3 separate regions of the Mus musculus genome follow, and all the other regions are linked to region 2. A link is a contact called in public HiChIP or PLAC-seq and capture Hi-C data. All regions are on one chromosome and are shown on one strand. The core of a region is the stretch at or near the end of the contact, and the rest is flanking DNA. Distances in the headings are between cores, read along the strand shown. Region 1 holds the start of Fam222a (family with sequence similarity 222, member A). Region 2 holds the start of Svop (SV2 related protein). Region 3 holds the start of Cmklr1 (chemokine-like receptor 1).

Evidence for each region. HiChIP or PLAC-seq counts read pairs in DNA pulled down with a chosen protein or histone mark. Capture Hi-C pulls out chosen DNA fragments and counts their contacts.
Region 1: a contact with region 2 is called in a capture Hi-C map of embryonic stem cells, with 2.1 times the contacts expected there. The contact joins the promoter of Fam222a here to the promoter of Svop in region 2. A contact is called at or near these places in 1 of 39 promoter capture datasets (pre-B cells) and 1 of 9 other capture datasets (embryonic stem cells).
Region 3: an H3K27ac HiChIP or PLAC-seq map of microglia shows a contact between it and region 2, with 5 times the contacts expected there. The contact joins the promoter of Cmklr1 here to the promoter of Svop in region 2. A contact is called at or near these places in 1 of 115 datasets of contacts at active chromatin or transcription factors (microglia) and 1 of 9 other capture datasets (adipose tissue).

The regions. Positions count from the first base shown.
Region 1 is chr5:114,566,935-114,570,739 of GRCm38.p6, forward strand. Fam222a (family with sequence similarity 222, member A) reads left to right here and starts at 1,317. Exons shown (of 3, transcript NM_001004180.1): 1 at 1,317-1,490.
Region 2 is chr5:114,088,914-114,092,974 of GRCm38.p6, forward strand. Svop (SV2 related protein) reads right to left here and starts at 2,467. Exons shown (of 16, transcript NM_026805.1): 1 at 2,239-2,467. The coding sequence starts at 2,273. Gm16108 (predicted gene 16108) reads left to right here. Exons shown (of 3, transcript NR_166617.1): 3 at 524-971.
Region 3 is chr5:113,648,991-113,652,622 of GRCm38.p6, forward strand. Cmklr1 (chemokine-like receptor 1) reads right to left here and starts at 1,400. Exons shown (of 3, transcript NM_008153.3): 1 at 1,231-1,400. It overlaps Gm52823 (a long non-coding RNA gene), which reads left to right and starts at 1,754. Exons shown (of 3, transcript XR_003955975.1): 1 at 1,754-1,887; 2 at 2,168-2,459; 3 at 3,197-3,632.

The DNA.
Region 1 (3,805 bases), core at 67-2,566, 480 kb after region 2:
ACCATTTGGTGTCACCCCAACCTATTTTTACTATCTTTAACACACTCCTCATAGGGCCTGTTCCAAGAGTAAACGGAATAATGCATAGTACCTACCCTCAAACAGGTACTCAGTGAATAGGATTACCTGCTTTCAACCCTTTAGGTCTTCGACAAAGGGACTACAACAACCAGCATGCCTTGCCCTTCCAATCGGGACTCCTTCGCCTGTTTTAGGCTCGCAGCAAGCCGGGAGTTGTAGTCCTCTAGGAGCAGGACCCGCCTCATCCCCGCTTGGGGAAAAAGGTTGGAGAGCCGCCCTGCCGGCCTTTGAATTTTGCCGCGAAAAGCGCGCGTGGCGGCCCCCAGCCCCGCCTCGCGGAGGACGCGGCGCCGCGTCACCGTGGTAACCGCCTCTCGGCTGCAGCTGATTGGGCCGTAACGCGGGGGGCGGACCGGGGGTGAGACGCAGCGGCAGGAGCGGGCGCCCGCGCCTGTCAGTCGTGCCGGAGCGGAGCAGCGGGCAGCATTGCCGGGCCGGCAGCTCTGCGAAGAGGCTGCGCGCGCCGGCCAGGCCGGGCGAAGAGCCGGGCCCGAGGCTAGGCGAGGGTGCTGGGCAGCGCGAGGTTGCGGCTCCGGGAGCCCCGCGAACCGTCCCGGGCCACGGGCACGGGAGAGACCTGTGCGCCGACCGCTGCTGCGGCGCTCGAGCACCATACCGGGTGCACGGCTCTCCATCCCCGAGTCTGCCCTGCGCCTGCTGGATCTGCTGGTCCTCAGCGCCAAGGCCCGCGAGGCTACATCCCAGTCTCTGCCGCTCGCTGCGGCTGCCACTGCCGCTGCTCGCCGGCTTCCCCTCCCCCCACACCCGGAGCTCGGAGCAGGAGGAGGAGGGGCCGGCTCATTCTCGGCGCTGCTCTCTGCAACCTGCGGGGGCCGGTGCACGCCGGGCGAGGAGCCCGGGCCGCTGCAGGTGCGTGCAACCCTCCGAGGAGACGGACTCTCCACCTCTGAGCAAAGCCGGGAGCTGCAAGCCGAGGGCGGGAGGGCAAGCGAGAGGAAGCAACAAAGACAGGCTGCAGCTGGGGCTGGCGAGAGGGGCCGCGGCCGCCGGCCTCCCAGCGCGGACGGAGAGGGCGCCCTGGGAGAGGCGCGGGCAGAGCTGCAGCGGTGAGCCGGGCCCCGAAGGGAGGCGCAGCGCCTCCCGCCGGACGTATGGAGCACAGTCTCCTGCGAGGATGCGCCGCCTGAGCGCGCGAGCGGCCGGGGTCCCAGGCGGACGCGACGGGTACTGAGAGGGGGGAAAAAAAAACCTTTTTCCGACTTCGGACGGCGCTTCCGGACGCAGGGATCGCCCTCACCGACGGCTCCCCTTTCCATACGAAGAAAGACATCGGCCCCCTAAGGGGGCCTTTCTCCAGCAATCTTTATCACCCCTGCATGGCCGCAACCCGCAGATCGGAGCGTCGTGGCCTCTGAGATTTGGTGCCCTTCGTCCGACTGCCTGATACGGTGAGTTGCGGGGTGCAGAATTTTGGGTTTGAGCTGGGGACAGCTCCTCGCAACCTGGCAACCTGGACTGGCCCTAAAAGGGCCCTAGGTTGTTGGGTGCCCAGAGACAGCAATGCTACTTGTCCACCCTTGTCCTGCCCACACAACTTATTTGGACTGGCTGGAGTGGAGATTGTGGACCCTCGTGGGTATTCTACTGACATCGGTATTTGTCAGAGGAAAGGCACCCCACCCATGAAGCTAACAAAGGTGGTGGCCCTGTCCTCTGGAGATTCTTAGGGAATCTTGTACTTTTGTAAAGATTGATTGGGGGCAGCCAGGGTTGGCCAGCATGGAGGGGGTCTACAAAACCACCTTTGGGATCTTAAAGAGACAGAGCTCAGAGACAGGGAGTCCCAAAACTTCATGTCTGAGGATGGTGTCTTTCCAGGCAAGACATTTGTGTGTCTATTGTTACAAATAACTCACAAAGACAGCATGTTCCAATGGGCTGCATGTGACATCACTGCCCGACCTTTGATGTCACCAGAATTGTGACAACACAGCTGGCTTTGAGTGGAGCCAGAATGGCCAAGGCCGAATGCCTTGGTGTAGTAGAAGGTGAAGGCCAACTCCCTGTCCTCCCCGGCCGCAATCTTATGACCTAAATCCCCACTCGAGGTGGGGGAGGGAGGCAGGCAGTGCCAGCTGTCCCTGCCCCTGAGGACAGGTGTTCAGAACTCTGCCTATGTCTCCTGCAGTGTCTGGAGTCTCCCAGACTCCCAAACAGAGCAACCTCTTACTTTTAAGCAGGATGCTTAAAAGGAGGTCCCCATGAACCCTACCATGTACCCAGCCAGCAACTGGAGTTCCCAGGGTCCCCAGAAAAATGTGGGCTTCAGCCTTCAAACAGGCTTCTCTTGAAAAGGTGAATGTCCTGCCTGAGCCAGAGAGAGAGGGGAGCCAGGACCTTCCTGGTGTGTGTGTGTGTGTCTGTCTGTCTGTCTGTCTGTCTGTCTGTGTAAGTTCAGGGAACTCCCCTGCTCTTCAAGGTAAGGGGCCATGGTCCAGCTGGGACTCCTGCCTTAGCTGTTCCCCTTCTGTCATTTAAGATGACTTTGACAAGCAGTGTAATAGATGCTCATTAAGCAAATACCAGGCCAGGGGGGATAGGTGGAGATGCTGAGAGCCCTCCTCTCCCCACCGAACTCTGGCAGCAGCCCTGTACAGTATGGAGCCCAGAGAGCTCCCAAGCCACAGCCTGCTTACTCTCATTTGCCCATCCCAGCAATCACTGCCAGGGCCAGATAGGGGGTAAAATAGCCACAGTCAAGTTTCTAGGGGAAAGATTGAAGACGCTGGCATTGTTGCTCCCATGGGGGGGGGGGGCGGGGACGACAGGTGAGACAGGGTTTCTCTACAGACCATTTTTACAGCCTCCTCCCAGGCTCTTCCATTAACAGGTCAATAAATACCGGGGTGGGGGGGGGAGGCCACTTTGGAGGTTTGGTGGGGTGATCCTGTTTCCAGCTGAAGGGTTTCTTTACACGCAAGCTTCCAAGGACAGCCAGCGGCACAACAGCAGATTGGGGGTGGAGTGGAGAGGGGAGGCTGTGGGCACAGGGCTGTTTGCCCGGCCTCTCTCAACACTTCCCAGCTTAGAAACAAACTTGGAGTGTGCGCCAGAGATACACACACACACACACACACACACACACACACACACACACAAACACGCGGTTGGAGGCCCTCTGTGGAGTATTTACAGTCCCTCAGCCAAGGCAGAGGGAAAGGCTGTCAGAGTTGGGCAACTCCTTCTGTTCCTTTCCCTCTGCTCCCTGGGCTTGGCAGTGAGCGCCAGACGGGGGGGGGGGGGGGAGCGGTGTGTGTGGGGAGTTGCCAGCTTACCCGGCGTCTTCCAGAGCGCCAGGCATTTTGCGGCATCTCAGCTGCTTCTCAGGAGTGGATTGTGCTGTGACCCATTTTGTGGATGAGAAACCCAAGGCTCAAGTCAAAGAAGTGATGATGCGCAGCCAGGCAGCTCCAGTGGGTTGGCCTCGGTGCTCCCCCCACCCCATTCAGAATCTCCAGGACTTGGGCATAGGGGAGGCACCCCTGTCCTAGGACGGTTTCCTGGGTGAACTGAACACAGTGGTAACTTCTGCCAGGCCTTGTGAGTCCAGCCTGTTCCCTTATACCTGCTAGGCTCCTATCTGTAGCCCTGGGGGGGGGGGGGTTATATAGCATGAAACCCACCTGCCAGAGATAGTGAAAAAGCCAGCCTTCTTCATGTGAGATGGCCCTGGGCTACTCAGAGCCCCTGGCAGGCTCTCCTG
Region 2 (4,061 bases), core at 1,217-3,716:
TGGAACTCACTCTGTAGACCAGGCTGGCCTCAAACTCAGAAATCCACCTGCCTCTGCCTCCCGAGTGCTGGAATTAAAGGCATCTGCCACCATGCCCGGCTATGAACCAAGTATTATGACAGCTATTCTTTCAGGAATTGAGCCCGAGTACCCAAGTGTGCTGACCGCATACTGAGCTGCAGTCCACCTGACCCCTTCTTCTGTCCCCATCTCTTCATAGCTAAGGAAACCAAGTCTTAGAAAGGTTAACTGACTTGAGGTCAAGATTTGAACCCAAGTCTGCCTGACTCAGAGCCAGTCTGCTCTGATAGTAAGCCATTTAACCTCTCCCAAGGTTAGTATCTGTTCTTCTATCTATAAAACATGGAGAGAATTGAGGGAGGTGGGTCCAGACAAAATTTCTCTTTGTATACCCATGGCTGTCCGGGAACATGTTCTTGTAGAGCTGGCTTTGAACTCACAGAGATCTGTCTGTCTCTGCCTCCCGAGTGCTGAAACTAACAGTGTGTACCCTCCTCCCCAGATAATGATGGTGATGGTGATGATAATGGTGATGACGATGATGATGAGTGTTTTTGAGACAGCATGTGGCTCAGGCTGGCCTAGAAGCTATCCAGACTCAGTCCCTCAATTGCTGGAATTACAGGGCAGGCCTGCATCTCAACCTAGCTTCAATTAATTACATATATACATATATAAGTTTCCCTAGTCTCATAATTTCTTTCTGTATATTTCACACCACGGATGGTACCCAAGGCCCTGTGCATGGTAGACAAGTGCTCATTTCGAGTGTGAATGAGACAAACCCTGGTTCCCCAGTTTTCAGTCTCTTTTAGCTATGGAAAAAAAATTAGTATGTAATGTCATGATGCCTACATTCTGGAAAGCTAAAGGCACATATGTCCTTTGCCATGATCACATGGTCTGCTGGGGTGTGAAAATTCATTCCACTAAAAGCTGACATCCCAGTACGTGTTCTTATTCTGAGCAACATTGTTTCAGTTTGTGGGTTGCCTTTGTATTCGGGGTGATCATTGGGCTCTGGGAACACAGTGTTTGAGCTCAGGGAGCGTGGCATGATTTCCTTGAGGAGGGCTGTCTGTTCTGAGAGTTATATTTTTTGCTTTGGGGTATTAGAAGCGGGTACCCTTTAGCATCGTGAAATGAAGCTGTCATTAGTTGGGGGGTATTTATGGATCTATTAACAGAAGCGTAAAAGTACAATTTTAATTCCTGAAAGCTGTGTAATGAAAAATAATTTGACCGAATTGAGAAGTAAATATGGCAACCCCCACAAACACTCAAGAGTCTCAGAGAGCCAGACCAGTCACACTAAAAGTCACTTGAGAGGGTTCCTCCGTGGCTTGAGGTTTGGGGGGGCACACCATTTTTAAAGTTACACATGCTAACAATACCCAGTCCTTCTCAACAGACCCAAGCAGAATTGACTTCCACCTGCCAGTTAAAAATTAAAACGGGAATCCTGGAATTTGCTTTAACAAAACACCATTGCTGTGGCAGGAAAGCTATCTGTAAATACCTCTGAAGGCCTCTCTGTCTTTTCCACTGCCTCTCTGTGGTTCCCACAAGATTCTCAGTGAAGTAGGTATCCCCAGAAATTTTCCAACCTCAAAGGAATGCATTCCTGGTGTGTCCAAGCCAAAGCATACTCCAGCTAGCTACCCCCCCCCCAACCTTTCATTCAGAAGACAAGAGTCTCAAGCCAGGACTCACAAGCCGTCTCATTCACGTGCTACACAAACAGCCTCTCCTCTAGGAAAGCATACGTGCTGTTTAGAAAGCAGTTTGCAACCTCACACCGTTCCTTTCCGAAAGACCTTGTAGGGGGGAAAAATCAGGAATTGCATAGTATAGGAGAAAGGCTGGAAAGGGACAGATGTCAGCCCTTGTCAATTCAGCCCACATTTCCAAACAGCATCCAATGCATTCTCACAGCCTAGACCTCAAACCCCCTTCGGGGTTGAGAGCGATTTCCAAGGGAAAACACAGAAACTAAGGATTCCCACAAGGTCCTGACAGATCTTGGGGGGGGGGGGGTAGGGAAATGAATGAGAAACAGAAGCTGGGCTGAGAAAATGGCTTGTCTCCTCCAGGCCCAATTCTTCCGTCTGTAACAGCATTTTCCAATCCAAGAGGCCGTGCGGGGATGCACCCCTGCAGGCTTTGCTCTTCTAAAGGGCGCCCTGCCAGCCTCCCTTCGCCCCCCGCGGTACTCACGGCAACTGCCTGAGCTGGAACAGATCCTCCTCCATGTCCGCGGTGCGCCAGGGCGAGCCTGGGCATGACCCTTACATGGTGGAGCAAGGGCCGGTGCTCCGGCTTTCAGCACCGGGATGCTGGACAGCTCTACCGCTTCCTCGCTGGGCAGCTAGCTGCTGGGGGAGGGAGCCCTGCCCGGGAGACAAAGCCAGCCGCTGCCACCGCCGGGAGACCGACAGGAGTGGGCGGAGGACGAGGGGAGGGCTGCGCGGTGGAGGGGGCGGGGCGAGCCCTGCTGCTCCCAGGAGCCCACGGTCCTCTGATTGGGGTGTCTGCGGGACACCCCGACCGTCCAGAAGAAGCCTCCCTCCCTGAGTATTTGTACGAATTGATTAATGTCCGTTTGATGTCCCGGAAGCTTAAGCTCTAGAACGGAGTATAGATTTCTGGAAATGTACTCCACGTATTACACTGCACCTATTAGGTGCCACCAGGCACTGTAGCACGCTGATGGCAGAACAGTTTGAAAAGATTGTTATCACAGAGCTGAGGGCCCAGAAAAGGATCCTGTTGGGTACTGAAGGCTAGAAGGCGGAAGGGTAACTCAGTTACTCAGCCAGCGTTGTGATCTTTGCGGCCTGTGATTCAGAAGTAAACAGCAGAGTCCCTGCCTTGATGCCCTTCCCTTTGAATGAAGATTCTCCACCCTCCCTTGAGCTCCTTGAATTTTCTCAAATGCATCTCAAGTGCCCAGAGGCATGTGCCTGACACATAAGAGCATGCTGGGTGAACATCCATCATGCCTGGGTGTGGTGGCACAGGAAGGGCGAAGCAGGAGGATCGTGAGTTCAAAGGCTGCCTGGGTTACCAGAAAGCTTGGGGACAGATGGGGCACATATCAAACCACATCTCAAAAGTTAAACAAGCCAGGCATGGTGGTACACAACTTGGATCCCCAGCAGTTGGAGACAGAGGCAGGTGAATCTCTGTGGGATCCGGGCCAGATAGGGCTACGAGGTGAGATGCTGTTGGGAGAGAGAGAGAGAGAGAGAGAGAGAGAGAGAGAGAGAGAGAGAGAGAGAGTTGTGCATAATCAGTTGACTCCATCCAAGACCATGAAGCCCCCTGGGTGTGGGTCTGCTGTCTGTACATTTAAATAGCTCCTCAGAAGCCTAGAGAACTCCAGGCTCTGGTGTGAATAAGTGGAGAAAGGAGAAAAATATTCACCTTCCAAGATGGTGACTTCCATGCTTCCCATGGACAAGAGCCATGACTGGATGGAGGATCACAGGGACAGAAGGAAGAGAGGAACGTTCTTTCCTAATGTTTTATAAGTTCTGTGTATGTGTGTGTACGTATATATGTTCATGCCTGTTGGGGGAGTAGGGTACCTCTAGAAGCCAGGAGAGGGTATTTGATTCCCTAGTCTTTGAGTTTCAGGCCCCTGATACAGGCCGTCTGGAAGAGCAGCAAGTGTTCTTAGCTGCTGAGCCATCTCTCCAGCCCCCACCACCTTTATATTTATAGTATGTGTATGGCTGTTTGACTGCACTTATAGTATGTGTGCCTCATGCACATGCATATACTTACAGAGACCAGAAGAGGGCGTTAGATCCCCTAGAGCTGAAGATACAGCTGGTGATGAGCAACCATGTGGATGCTGGGAGCCAAATTCAGGTCCTCTGGAAAAGCAGCCAGTACTCTCAACCATCTCTCCAGTCCCCTGTAAAAGAAGCTATTATTTGCCAGAAATGATTGTTGTCTCTGACGTTTACTGCCCCTGTCTGCTAACCTAGGCCTGGTCCTGGAAGCTTCTAGTCTCTGTTCAATCTAATCTAGAC
Region 3 (3,632 bases), core at 150-2,649, 440 kb before region 2:
TTTCTTAAGACACAGCAAACACAAGACCTCCTCCTCCTCCACTTCCTCACTGTGTGACCTCAGACCTGTGGCCTGTCCTCTCTGAGCCACATCACATAAAGAGTTGCAAGCAGAAGTCAGGAAGATCCATAGGGCTCACTGCCCAGCCAGCTAAGCCTAGTCAGTGAGCTCAGGGTCCCAGCGAGAGACCCTGCCCCATCACATAAAGAGTTGCAAGCAGAAGCATCTCAAGCAGAGGCAGGCAGCCCTAGTGTTAAGAAGGCTTCAAGGCTATTGCACCCCTATGCCATGCCATGTACAGCGTCAGCAGGAAGAAATTGCCATGACCAGACAGCTCACATATCTTTAAAAAAGGGTAGTGAAGAACTGGAGCGATGGCTCGGTGGTTAAGAGTACCAGCTGTTCTTCCAGAAGACCCAGGTTCAATTCCCAGCATTGACATGGTTTCATCAGCATCTGTATGTAACACCAGCTGTAGGGGAAGTTGATCCTCTTTTGTCCGGGACTCACGTGCACTCACATGCACAGACCCACATAGATATTGGCATGCATATATATAATTAAAAATAAAATAATTTTAAAACATGGTTTCTCCATGTAGCCCTGGCTGTCCTGGAACTCACTCTGTAGACCAGGCTGGCCTTGAACTCACAGAGATCCTCCTGCCTCTGCCTCTCTCTGGGTCTATGAGAGACCTTGACAAGGCTTATGATAATCAGAGAGTGACAGAAGAAGACACCCCACGTTCTCCCTCTGCCTGCACATCTGGACATCACACAGAGCATCACACACACACAGTGATATGGGGTCACCTATGGGAATATATCCACGGGACTAATACACAAAGCAAAACTATCCCACAAAGTGTTCATGGCAGCGCTGGTCACTCAGAATACTAAAAAACAAAAAGAGAAGTGGACCTCACAGTAGTTACATGCCCCCAAGGCCAGCCTTTGTCAGCAGCCACTGAACTGTCCTCTCGGGAGCCGGAGAGCCTGACGGGGGTGGTCTGTGGCACGGCACAAGTGGGCTTTGCTCTGAGTCGAGGAAGGATTCATCCTCACGGATGGCCTGCGGTGGCCACGCTGGTTTTCACAAACACCAGCGTCGCTCTTCAGCTCTGATTCTATGCTAGAAACTTTTCCTTTGACACACACCCAAAGAGGAGCTCCAGTCCCTGCCTGCGCGTCCCTTCCCGCCCTCTGCAGGACTCAGAACCAAGTGCTGTACCTTCTCTCCAATATCCCCCTCCGGCTCCTGCGACTTCAGGGTTTGAGAACTCGCGCTCTGGCCTCTTTCTCAGTTGTTCTGGTAGTGGCTGTTTGCTTGGAAGCATTTCTTCCATTCACAGAAGATTTCGTCTGAGCCCCGCGGAGCACAACATCCTAAGAGCCTCCCTCTGTCCTGTGTTCTGTGTGGGGACAGGGACAGAACTCAGCCTGAGAAACAGCTGGAGCGGGGAGGGGCGGGAGGAGCAGGAAACAGCCTGGGGAGGGCGGGGGCGCCAGCTGTGTGGAGTGGGCCCCCCGCCACTCCCCCAGAGGAGGCTTCGCCTGCCAGCCAGGCTGGGCTCCTGGGTGGTAACGGCCCACTAGGAATGACCCGCCCCTTGTCTGGGCGCACAACTGGAGCCGCAAATGGAGCCTTGAAACCAGGCTGCTGGGGAAGTTACTCCTGACCGACCTGAAGACCCACCCGCAGCTGGTTATCTTTGCCCGCAGTAGGGACGGTAGCAAGCCCTATGGCCTCTTGCCTGCTGTTCCCTACTTCTGAGTGCTATTCTTGCCCCTAGTGTGGCCAGATGGCTTCCAGCTCCTTCTCCGTGATGAAGAAACCTCCCCTGACAGACTACTCTGGGTTTCCACATCACAGCAAGCACTGACAGAGGTATCACGCTGTCCTGCCTGCTGCCTGTCTTCCCCAGTCTGTCCCCACCACCTGATATAGTGCCTAGTTTATTGGCACCGACAGCAACAGAATTGTTGAAGTAGCCAAGAACAAGGCAGGGTACTGGGCACTCAGTACACAACCTTCACAGTGCTAGGAACTTGATACTACATCCTCCCTACGGCAGTGGTGGTTGTGGACAGGTATTTTTATTACCCTTGTTTATTGGTAAGGAAATTGGGGCACAGAAAGGTTAAGTTTCTTACCCTATGCTACCCAGCTAGGAGATGGCAGAGCTGGAGCCCAACCAGGCTAGATCCCAGTCCTCAACCTCCAGAAGGAAGACATAACAGTCCTTGGCCTGTGTGATCCATAGCAAGTGCTTTGGTTGAGAGTGTCATGCATCACCATGCCTGCTGCAACGGGGCTGGAAGAGTAGATCACGCATGGCGGATGGAGATGCTGAGGCCGTGGACCAGAATCTGTGCCCAGGCAGCCGGCTCGGGCTCACAGCTAAGACCAAGCTGAGGTCTGTCATGGTTGGAAGCCCTGCTGCCTAAAGCTACTTACAGGTGAGGAGAGGGGAGAGAAAGAAGAAGGAAAGGAAGCAGGGGAAAGGTAATGGAGAAGGGTGAGGAGAGAGAAGAAGGGGGGAAGTAAGGGGGAGGAGAGAGAAGAGGGAGAGGAGGGGAAGGAAAAGGAGGAGAGAGAAGAGGAGGGAGGGGAGGGGAAGAAAGGGGGAGAAGGAGAGGAGAGGAGAGGAGAGGAGAGGAGAGGAGAGGAGAGGAGAGGAGAGGAGAGGAGAGGAGAGGAGAGGAGAGGAGAGGAGAGGAGAGGAGGGGAGAGGAGAGGAGGGAATACAGAGGAGGAGGAGAGAAGAGGGAGGGGAACAAAGGGAGGGGAGGAGAAGAGGGAGGGGAAGAAAGGGGGAGGAGAGAAGAATGGAGGGAGGGGAAGGAAGAGGAGGAGAGAGAAGAGGAGGGAGGGGAGGGGGAGAAGAAAGGAGAGAGAAGAGGGAGGGGAGGGGAAGAAAGGGGGAGGAGAGAGAAGAGGGAAGGGGAGGGGAAGAAAGAGGGAGGAGAGAGAAGAAGAGGGAGGGGAGGAGAAATAAGAGTGAGGGGAGGGAGGGGAAGAAAGATAGAGAGATGAGGATAAAGACAAGAGAAGAATGGAGAAAGGATAAAGAGGAGGAGGAGCGGGGGGAAGGGGAGGTCAAAGACAAAGGCAGGGAGGGGGTACCTTCTCAGCTCAGCCTCAAAGTCCTAGACAATTGGGTTGTATCTGTCACCACCTGTCTTTGTCTTTGCAGCTATAGCGGGACACCCAAGACTACATTAGTTCACAAGCGGGAGTTTCTGTAGATCTGGGTTCTGGAGGTGGGAAGCCGCCCGGAAGCTGGTGTCTAGTGGGCTTCCTGCTGCCTGTGGTGGGAAACAGGAGGTGAAGCCACACAGGAGCAGGGAGGAGAGGGCTGAGCTCTGCCTGTCAGCCTGTCAGCAGCAATGGCCTTAGTCTGCCAGAACACTTAAAACAGATTCATCCCTTAAAGGCCCCACCTCTCCTTGGGGGGGGGGGGGATAAAGTTCCCAGCAGCTACACAATGGGGACAGGTTCAAAGCACCACAATGCCTGACCCCTCAGAGTGCTACGTGCCATTCCCAATTGGCCAGTCAGTGACATTAGCACACAGAAGGCAGAACTACCCTGACCTTTCCGTTCCCCAGATAACTGCTTGAACCAGAGCC